Regions from separate parts of the Mus musculus genome. Here regions 1 and 3 are each linked to region 2. Evidence: chromatin contacts called from public HiChIP or PLAC-seq data. All regions are on one chromosome and are shown on one strand. The core of a region is the stretch at or near the end of the contact, and the rest is flanking DNA. Distances in the headings are between cores, read along the strand shown. Region 1 has its middle 10 kb from the start of Gm24765. Region 2 overlaps Sntg1 (syntrophin, gamma 1). Region 3 has its middle 4.9 kb from the start of Gm30719.

Region 1 (3,814 bases), core at 172-2,671, 890 kb before region 2:
CAAAGGAAGTCAGGACTGGAAATCAAGCAGGTCAGAAGCAGGAGCTGATGCAGAGGCCATGGAGGGATGTTTCTTACTGGCTTGCTTCCCCTGGCTTGCTCAGCCGGATCTCTTGTAGAACCCAAGGCTACCAGCTCAGGGATGGTCCCACCCACAAGGGGCCTTTCCCCCTGATCACTAATTGAGAAAATGCCTTACAGCTGGATCTCCTGGAGGCATTTCCCCAACTGAAGCTCCTTTCTTTGTGATAACTGCAGCTTGTGTCAAGTTGACCCAAAACCAGCCAGTACAGGGAGTAACTGGGAGGAGTAGAGGGAGGGGAAACTATAATCAGGGTGGAGTGTATGAGAAAAGAATCTATTTCAGTAAAGGGTGTGTGTGTGTGAAAAGAAGAATGCCTTCATAAAGAGTATTTCCTTAGTCAATTGATAGAGGAGGGTCCAGCCCATTGTGAATGGTGCCAATTCCTGGGGTCTATAAGAAAGCAAGCAGAGGCAGCCATGGGAATAAGGTGGTAAGTAACACCCCACCATGGCCTCTGTGTCAGCTCCTGCCTTCAGGTTCTATTTGAGTTCCTGTTCTGACTTCTTTTGATGATGAACAGTGGAAATGTAAGCTAAATAAGCCATTTCCTCCCCAATTTGCTCTTTGCTCATGGTGTTTCATCATAACAATAGTAACTCTGACTAAGACAAATTGATACCAGCTGCGGTGCAGTGAGGCAGTGCATAGACAGCCTGGTTCCCAGTCAAGCACAGGCCTTGAACCCGGTGACTTGGTGGTTGGTGACTTCTTTCTGCTTGGGATGGCAGGTGTTTGGCCACGCCTCCTGGGCCCCTGGCTCCTGTAGCTACAGTCTCCTACAACCCCCCTGCAGAGAGGTGTGTGGCCATCAGTCACATAAGCAATGCCCGAAGCTCCTGCTATTCTGTCTGGACTCCACCCACGGTTACCTGGCAACAGATAGGTAGGCCTAGTCCACAATAAAAGTAGCTGCTTGTCCCCTCCTTGATCTCTTAACCTCTTATTCTTTCTTTGCTCTTACTCTTGCTCCCTTGTTCCCCCTCTCGTTGCCTTCCCTTCCCCACCACTCCACATGGCTAGGCCAGCCTCTACTTCCCAATCTCTCCCTCTTTCTGACTTACTACAATAAACACCTTAAAACCATGGATTGCCTCTTCTCATCAGGACCCATCGTGCTGGAGCAATGGAGCTGGTCTCCCTATAATGAGCCTTGTCTAACCTCCCGCTGGGAGGCCTCCCTGAGCACCAGCCATGGCTGCCAACCAACGCAAGGAACCTTCCCACTGAAAGACTCTCCTTGTCCCTGCAGTAACCAGCCAGAGCTCTCCCTCTCTGCCCCTTTTCCTTCGGCCCCTGGGCCAGAGTCTGCCCGAGGGTCCCCACTCTGTTCTCAGCTCTTCTGCGACATCTAGTGGCACCTGAGGTGTCCAAGACTGAAAACCTGACATACCTGGCCTCCATGCGGCCCAGGGACCCCAGAACGGGTTCTTCTGAGGCACCCAGTGGCTCCAGCAGGTCCTTGGGGACCTCGGACTGTGCCTTCCCCACCCCTGGAGTGGAGTCCTGAAGCTTTCCACAACCTGACGCCTGCCTGGTGGTGGCAGTGGGGTCTACGCAGTCAGACTTCCCATGTCCCGCTTTGCCCAGCAGCCCAAGCTCTGAGTGGACACGGTACCCCACTTTGACCCACAACCAGCCATGGGGTATTTCTGTGACAGACATAACCATGTTGTTTTGGGGAGGATTGTGGGAAGACTTTGGAGCTTTGTGCAAGAAAAGCCACTGAGTGTTCAGTGTTTGGTGAGGTGTTCTGTATGATCTTGGAAGATATGAGTGCAGAAGGTGGAGTCTTGGCTTGCAAAGTTTCAGAGGGAAGTGTGGATTGTGGAGTCATAACAGTGATGTCATGTTCTACATCTTGAAGATTTAGTGAGATCACTCAGTGAGAACTGAGTCTATAATCCCAAGGAAGAACTACAGTTCTCATTTTAAAGTTTGACTCATCTAAGGTCTCTCCCTTTGAGTCCTGAGTGTTTCTTACCTCCCACGTCTCTGGTACCTCCTAGAGGGTCCCCCCCACCTCCGACCTCCTGAGGTTTCCTGTTTCCATTCTTTCTGCTGGCCCTCAGGGCTTCACTCCTGTTTCCCACCGCCCCTAATACTGGATCATGTTCCCCTTTTCCCCTTCGTCTCCCTTCTCCCACCCAAGTTCCTCCCTCCCTCTGCACTCTGTGATTGCTTTCTTCTCCCTCTCAAGTGGGACTGAGGCAACCTTACTTGGGCCCTTAGGCTTGTTAATCTTTTTGGGTTCTGTGGATTGTAAACTGGGTATTCTGTACTTTTTGGGGGGCTAACATCCACTTATTAGTGAGTACATACCATGCATGTCCTTTTGGGTCTGAGTTACTTAACTCAGGATGATATTTTCTAGTTCCATCCATTTGCCTGCAAAACTCAGATGTCCTCATTCTTTTTTTTTTTTAAATTAGATATTTTCTTTATTTATATTTCAAATGTTATCCCCTTCCCTCCAAAAAGTTTAGTTTCCCCTCCAAAAATCCCCTATCCCCTCTTCCCTCCCCATACTCCCCAACCCACCCACTCCCATTCCTGGTCCTGGCATTCCCCTATACTGGGCATAGAGCCTTCACAGGACCTAGGACCTCTCCTCCCATTGATGACCAACTAGGCCATCCTCTGCTACATATACAGCTAGAGCCACAAGTTCCACCATGTGTTTTCTTTGATTGGTTGTATAGTTCCAAGGATCTCTGGGGGGGGGGGGTTACTGGTTAGTTCATATTGATGTTCCTTCTATGGCTTCAGACCCCTTCAGCTCCCTGGGTATTTCTCTGGCTCCTTCATTGGGGACCTTGTGCTCCATCCAATGGATAACTGTGAGCATCCACTTCTGTATTTGCCAGGCACTGACAGAGCCTCACAGGACACAGCTATATGAGGCTCCTGTCAGCAGGGTCTTGTTGGCATCTGCCTAGTGTATGGGCTTGGTGGTTGTTTATGGGGTGGATCCGGATGTCCTCATTCTTAATAGTTGAGTCTTATTCTATTGGGTAAATGAGCCACATTTTCTATATCCATTCTTCTGTTGTGGGACATCTGGATTGTTTCTGTCTTCTGGATATCACAAATAAGGCTGCTAGAAATATAGTGGAACATGTGCCCCTGTGGCATGGTGGGCCACCATTTGGGTATATGCCCAAGAGTGGTATAGCTGGGTCTTCAGGTAGATCTATTTCCAATTTTCTAAGGAATCTCCAGATTGATTTCTAGAGTGGTTGTTCCAGTTTGTAATCCCACCAGCAATGGAGGAGTATTCTTCTTTCTCCATATTCTCACCAACATGTGCTGTCCCCTGAGTTTTTGACCTTAGCCATTCTGATTGCTGTAAGGTGGAATCTCAGGGTCATTTTGCATTTTGATTTGTATTTTCTGAAGACTAAGGACTTTGAACATTTCTTTAAGTGCTTCTCAGTCATTTGAGATTCCTCTGTTGTGAATTCTCTGTTTAGTTCTGTACCACATTTTTTGATTGGGTTGTTTGGGTTTTTTGGAGGTTGGCTTCCTGAGTCATATAATTTGGATATTAACCCTCTATTGAATGTGGTGTTAGTGAATATTTTTTCCCAATCTGTAGATGAAATGCCCTAGAGTGGGAAGAGGGACCTTGTTGTATCTCCAGTAGAAAGACAGGGCATCAAGAGTAGGGATAGTGTTGCAATCCCACCGTCAAAAACTCTGACCCAAAATTGTTCCTATCTAAAACAACTGC
Region 2 (3,487 bases), core at 286-2,785:
TGTCAAGATCTGAGACAGAATTATAAACTGGGAATGTTTGGTCAAAGAGAAAAGAATGTCCCCTAAGCTGATGTTGTTCCATAGCACATGCTTTGCTTTATATCTCAAAGGTTGTCCATATTTAGCTGAATATAAGAATGTCATCTCATTATTTGTAAATAGATATTATCCTAGTCTTTTTGTTGATTCACTTTAAAATGGATATATTTATAAAGGAGGTAATTGGACTAGAATCTGGAAGTTGTTTGCTTTATTGTCTTAAGGACCAAGCTATAAATGGCTAACTAACACAGTGTTTCATCTGTTCTGTTCTTATGCTCTTTTAGGCAGAACGCTTTCCAAGTTGTTGCTGTGGATGGAGTCTGCAGTGGAATTCTTCAGTGCCTCTCTGCTGAAGACTGCATGGATTGGCTCCAAGCAATAGCATCTAACATTTCAAACCTCACAAAGCACAATGTAAGTACTGATTTAAGGAATAAATATCTAACCAGCAAGTCTTTCAGCATTTGTAGGTTTATTCAGTGGCATTTAACTTTGCTTCATCTGCTTAGTGCCATTCCAAGAACAAGTTTCCTTCTGCTTCCTGGTAAAGCTGTTCTGAAATACAAGAGAAAAATCTTGTCAGCATGAAAGCCCAGGCAGACGTGACCTACAAGAAAATACTCACAGTCCAGTGCCAAAAGCAACTGCTTTAAATAAACATGATACAAAATCTTGCATAAAAATAGTATGCATAATTAAGAGCACCCTCAACAAGCAAGCTGATGAATTTCAAATAAATGAATTTGATTTGTCTTCAGTGACCCTAGGACTGTGGCAGAGAATGTGTGAATGAAAAGATCCAAATAAAAGGTGATAACATAGAGACTGAAAGTTTCCTGTAGTGCTCTGTAGGCACAAGACTAGTGAGTGGCTGTCCTTATGGGTTGCAAGAACCTGTGCAGCATGACAAGGTCTCTGTCACTAGAAACAGCTTCTCTCTTGACCTGTGTTTCTCATACCCTTCTTTATTCTCCTTCATTTCCCATGTGGTTTTCTGGTCATCATGTCTTTGCTACCATTACATTTGCCACAGACTAACTTCTATTGGGTCTTCTACCTGTGGAGAATGGGTTTCTGGTTGCAGGTGAACAAGGGTAGGCAAGAATTGACAGGCAGACGCAGGCACAAGAGAATGCTGAATCTGAATGTATTTTGTCCAAACGAACACCAGACTTTTAATACAGAAGAAAAACAAGAAATCCAGGCGAACACATCTGCCAAGTTACATTGACACAGAACAAAAAGAATGCATACATAAAAAGATAGCAGGAGCCAGGCCGAGTTTACTACTGAGAATAAGAACAACCCTTAATTAAAAAGATCAGCTAAACACAGGAGCCAGGTGAATGTTCTGATGCAATGCTAGTCTATTGTTAAACCTACAACCAGGGGTCCTTTAGTAAATACCTGATTATGCTATTCCTCTGGGCCTAGTGAAAAAACTGTGGACCAGGGGAATCCCTTTTACTAACCATGCTACAACCCACCTATTTCCTAGGCCATTGTGTATTTCTGTGTTTGGGTGTGACTCGGCTATTGTCCTAAGTAATTACTACGCAGAATAGCCCTGGGCTTTTCAAGCTCTGTTCTTTGTAATGCCTAATTAGTTTCACTGTCTCTACTAAGAGTGAATTTGAATGTTACTGAATAGGTAACATTCTTACTGAATGCCAAGCTCAGGGGCGGCTTCAAGGACTGCCTAGGACATTGGAACAGTGGTGAAGGCTTAGATATATGTCAAAATCAATCCTTTAAAGCGTTTATAATAAAACAATACTGAAAGAGAGCATATGGATCCATACACCAGACTAACACGGGGACAGAGTTTGGGTATACAGGCTATTGGAATGCCAAGGTTCCAGGAGGCTGTTTCCATGAAATTCTTTGCCTCGTGACTGCTTCCAGGCTTTTAGGCCTACCAAGCAGACTGCACAGGAGTAGATGTAGCATACATTGAAATAGTTTATCCTTTCTTGATAATCTAGAAAAATATTCTAATAAAGTTTGAAAATAAAAAAACCAAGAAGAAGTGCAAAGCTTAGACTACAAAATTCTTTTTGTGCAAAAGCAAGGACCTGGATTTATACCCAGAACATGTGAGAAAAAGCATAGTACCCTATATTTTTAATCAGCACAGGGGGACAGAAACAATCAAATCACTGACACTTACTGGCCAGGATGTATAGAGCATTTGGCAAGCATCAGACAAGTGGATGCTCTGCAAAGAACTGATGAGTTACAGCTGAAGTTGCTCTAGAGCATCTGTACACATGCATCTACACCTACACATGAATAGAAGTACACATACACAGTTATACCCACCTACTAGTGTCATGTTGTTTAATGTTGATAGTATTATAATAGATGGTTCCATTTTTACATCTATACACATGAATCTACAATTGTACGTGAATATACAAGCGTTTGCATAGAGACACAAACCTACTAGTGTCACATTGTTTAATGTTGGCAGTATTATAATAGATTATTCCATGTTTCATCTATACATATGTATACATCTGCACATGAACGCATGTACATTTACACAGACACATAACCCTACTAGTGTCAAACGCATGTACATTTACACAGACACATAACCCTACTAGTGTCATATTGTTTGATGTTTGTGGTATTATAATAGATCATTCCATTTTTGCATTTATACACATGAATCTACACTTGCACATGAACCCACACATATTTACACACACACACACACACACACACGTCACATTGTTTAATGTTGATAGTATAATATAAATCATTCCATTTTTGAAAACAAAAACCTTGTGGTCAGCCATTCCTTTGCCTCTGTTCCTTCTCATGCCCTCAGTTATTTCATAATATTTGTGAAATCATTGAGGAAAATAAGAAGTTTGAATTCAGGAATTAGGCAAAATGTGCAAATCTTATGAACTTATGAAATCACAACTCTTTCTTAAAGCTAATGTCCCTTTCAGCCAGAGTAACTGCAGATTTTGCTTTTGGCCCCAGAAATATCTTAGTAAATATATTGTATCTTTCTTCAAACTAAGACAGGCCAAGATGTTATAGCCAATTGCCTTATATTTGTGTTGCTTTTTAAATATTCTGGGGGTGAGGCTATTGATGAAGCTGATTTAAACTGTTGTGCTAATGCATACAGAGGAAAATTAAGATGTGCCTGTAAAAACACAAATAGGCTGAGTATCCATAACCCTGACCAAGCCACATGGTTTGAGTCAAAGCGATGTTCTGTTTTCTTGCCAAACTTTGTTAATTTGTGGTGTCCTACTAAAGCTGAGAATTGAAGACTGTAATTCTATCTCTCCTGTGTTTCCGTGCCAATACCTTATGAGAATGTGACTTTATGTTTCTTGGCAGCAATCAGAAGGATACCTTACTCATGAACCCTGTTTTTGTGTACGTGAGAAACTTTTTTTTTAAAAAGAGTAGGACGCTA
Region 3 (3,322 bases), core at 148-2,647, 860 kb before region 2:
ATCAGGGTTAAAACTTTGAACTTGTGAAATATTAGTATAACAATAGCAAAAAGGGGAAAAGGTTTAAAATACTTTCTATTTTTCATGTACCTTAAATAATTTTCTTATATCTTTACAACGTGCTTTTTTATACTTCTTTAGACCCTCAGAACTTAAGCTTTCTTTTCCTCAGAACTTTTATACAACTTAGAACATTTTCTTAGACCCTCAGAACTAACATAGACTTTAACCCTTTTTCTTTTCATCTAATCATTTTTCAGAGTTGTGAATGGTTATTGCTGAGACATTGCAAAGCAAGTTCTTTTAAATAAAAGAACAGTAAAAATAAAACCTGTTTAATATAAAGCCTGTTAGCACAGCAAACTTGTCTGTCTTTCTCAGCAGGAGACCCAGTAGCTCTAGAAAATGCAAGGCCTTGTTTTTGCATATGAAGTGAACTAATTGGGTGGCTATAGCCTTGGGGAAAGGAGTTGGTTGCTAATGGACAAAGTTCATTTAACCAGCAGTGCCATCAGAGTTCTGAGTAGGATTCATTGTAGAAGGAAATATAATCCAAATATATCAGTGAAAATGACAGACTTGGGAGGCAGAGGCAGGTAGATATCTGAGTTTGAGGCCAGCCTAGTCAAAAGAGTGAGTTCCAGGCTACACAGAGAAACCCTGTCTCTGAAAAAAGAAAAGAGAGAAAAAAAAAAAAAAGAAAGAAAAAGAAAAAGTTAAAATGACAGAGAGTTGCCCATTACTTGACAGTCACAACAGCAGACTCCTGTGGTCTCCATGGGTTTGTTGTGGTTATAGGCCCTAAGGCAGTGAGTCTTCAATCCCAGGCCCAGAAGTTCTGAGAGGCTTTCTTCTGGAGGAGTGTGTGAACTAAAGAGGGGGGGGGTGAGAGGAGATGGGGGGTGGGGGGAGGGGGAAGGGAGGATAGTCCACATCTGGCCAGAGTTCCTCCTATGCTCTGGGCAGGCAGATCCATTTGGCCCCAGTGGGCATCTAAGCCACTGACCCCACTCGACAGGGGGTGGACAGGTGCAGACCCCAACTGGGGACCCCTGGGATGATACCCTGTAGCCCCGGGAGAGGGCAGAGGGAGAAAGGTTCCTACACAGGCGAGAGTAAGCATAGCTGGCCTTGATGAACAGAGACAGTCTATGATTTTCAAGCTTTATTGTAGAAAGGCAGGGGGAAAGAGAAAAGGTAGAAGAGAGAGAGAGAGACCAGCCATGGCCAAGAGAAGAGATGGGGGGGGGGGGACGAGAGAGAAAAGAAAGGCTAGAGAGTAAGAGGGAGAGAGAGAGGAAGAGAGTGAAAGGAGAGAGGAGATGATAGAAGAGAGTAAGGGGAGAAAGAGGAGTAAGAGAGTGAGGAGGGGGCCAAGCAGCCCTCCTTATAGTGTGCTGTTATCTCTACCGTTGCTAGGTAACTGAGGAGGAGTTTAGCCTGAAGGCCAGAAGCTTGGGACATTGTCTTCTTGACTGCTAGCCATGCTTCTCTTCTGGGGGCTGAGGGGGTGGTAACTTCGACAGGACCCAGAGTCCAGGAGACATGAGAGAACTCCTTCCATCCCATGTAGGTGAATTAACACCACCAGATCTCCGGGTTCAACATCTCAGCTCAACTGGAGACCAGACTGTCTGTGTATAGCCCAATGCCCAACAGAGGAGGAACTTGTGGGACTGACCTTACTTCATCTATGCAAAGTGGGGCAATCAACTCTGTAATGTCCTGCTTATCCACAGTTTGGGCCAGGTCCTGGCAACAGGCAATGCATTTGCAGTGGATATGGCCCATGGCTAGTGTTATCACATCCAAATAGAGTCTGAGTGTCCCATCATTTTCTTTGGAGACCTGTGAAGATCTTTGGTCACCACTAGGAGCTGGGTCTGTTTGTCATAGTAAGCTTTTTTTCCATTAAACATTTAAAATGACACATTCAGCAGATATCTGACATATTTGAGGATCATTATCTATTACAGATATCTGAGCTAAGCAAACTTTGCTTCTTTTAGTTACTAGTTTTAGGCTTAACTTAGAAAACATAAACAAAAGGTTAAATAAAGCTTGTCCTTGAAAATGAATTACATTTGTACTTAGCATGATTACAAACATACTTTTGAGCATATTAAAGAACTTGATCATTTATAACATGACTTTACATTAATTTGCAGGTCCTAATTATCATTAATTATTTATAAGACGTTAACAGCTTTAATAAGATTAGGATTTTACAGTTTTATCTCTGGTAAGTTTTAACCTTAAAAAATATAATATTTGTATTGAAGCTTAGTATCAAAATAAAACTTTATATCATAAAGGTAGCCCATAGAGAGACTGGGAATTTTATAAAACCATAAATATAGCCTATAGAAAGATTGAAAACCTTATTATATTTTATTTTTGATTCTTTTACAGAACACCATTACAGAATATTATAGTTTGCTGTATGACTCAATTTATCCAAATAGTTAAACCTTAACAATGCTAGCAAAGACTTCTAATGACGGTAGACATATATTTCTAAGTCAGTTATTGTTTATCTACATAGACTTTAAAAATTTATAAAACTTATTTATCAAATATATTTTATTTTTAAACATGTATTGTCTTTTATTTAAAAATTTCAGGACAAAAATCTTCATATAAAAATCTATCCTGGTAGGGTGGGGTGATGGGGACATCCTCTTGGAGATGGGGACTGTAAAAAAAATTAAAGATAATAATAATAATAAAAACTATCCTAATCTAAATATCTTGGAACCTGTTGTTGTCTCTTTAGTCTAAAAAGGAGATAATCAGAGTTTTATTCAAGTTATATATAAGCATGCAATAGCAAATTATGATTATCTATGTATTGAGTTTTAATTATTAATTTTCTTGCCCCAAGTTTTAAGCTAATTGTTTTTGCTTGGCATTTTATAGGTCTCCCTTCCCCCTACAATACATTTTAGCAAGAGTTTTGAATATCCATGACTTTGAATGAGGGAACAATTTTTGTAAACAAGAACCAAGAAAGGGAGGAGAAGTCAAGGAGTTACACATTTTAAATTACATTTAGCTATCTTTCCTCATTTTTCTATAAGCACTTAAAAAACTTCAAGGTGGGTTACAAACAGAATCTCAGTGATCCTCAGTCGTCTGAGCCAGGTAAGCCTCATGGAAGTAAAACATGATGGGCAGGCATTGTGAGATGCTGGCTATGAATTTGATATGCTTCACTCTTGTACAGAAGAGAGAAATCTGGGATCTCTGAACAGTCTTGGATGCCACTGACCAGATATGGCTGCCAGTGGTCAGGACCTGGTGCTTCAATGACAGATACTAT

What was found. HiChIP or PLAC-seq counts read pairs in DNA pulled down with a chosen protein or histone mark.
Region 1: an H3K27ac HiChIP or PLAC-seq map of embryonic stem cells shows a contact between it and region 2, with 4 times the contacts expected there. The contact joins two enhancer-like sites. A contact is called at or near these places in 2 of 39 promoter capture datasets (cranial neural crest and liver) and 1 of 115 datasets of contacts at active chromatin or transcription factors (embryonic stem cells).
Region 3: an H3K27ac HiChIP or PLAC-seq map of embryonic stem cells shows a contact between it and region 2, with 4 times the contacts expected there. The contact joins two enhancer-like sites. A contact is called at or near these places in 2 of 39 promoter capture datasets (cranial neural crest and liver), 2 of 115 datasets of contacts at active chromatin or transcription factors (both in embryonic stem cells) and 1 of 9 other capture datasets (embryonic stem cells).

Annotation. Positions count from the first base shown.
Region 1 is chr1:9,467,263-9,471,076 of GRCm38.p6, reverse strand. No RefSeq gene overlaps it. Among named protein-coding and RNA genes, the nearest start is that of Gm24765, 10 kb to the right of the region's middle. Within about 2 kb of position 1,421, at least 11 of the 459 cell types and tissues checked have an H3K27ac peak or open chromatin away from gene starts, as enhancers often do. A contact at or near this core is called in embryonic stem cells, where this site is marked.
Region 2 is chr1:8,580,174-8,583,660 of GRCm38.p6, reverse strand. Sntg1 (syntrophin, gamma 1) reads left to right here. Exons shown (of 20, transcript NM_001290393.1): 13 at 327-456. Among named protein-coding and RNA genes, the nearest start is that of Gm39589, 460 kb to the right of the region's middle. Within about 2 kb of position 1,535, at least 19 of the 459 cell types and tissues checked have an H3K27ac peak or open chromatin away from gene starts, as enhancers often do. A contact at or near this core is called in embryonic stem cells, where this site is marked.
Region 3 is chr1:9,440,261-9,443,582 of GRCm38.p6, reverse strand. It overlaps the pseudogene Gm18299. Among named protein-coding and RNA genes, the nearest start is that of Gm30719, 4.9 kb to the right of the region's middle. Within about 2 kb of position 1,397, at least 7 of the 459 cell types and tissues checked have an H3K27ac peak or open chromatin away from gene starts, as enhancers often do. A contact at or near this core is called in embryonic stem cells, where this site is marked.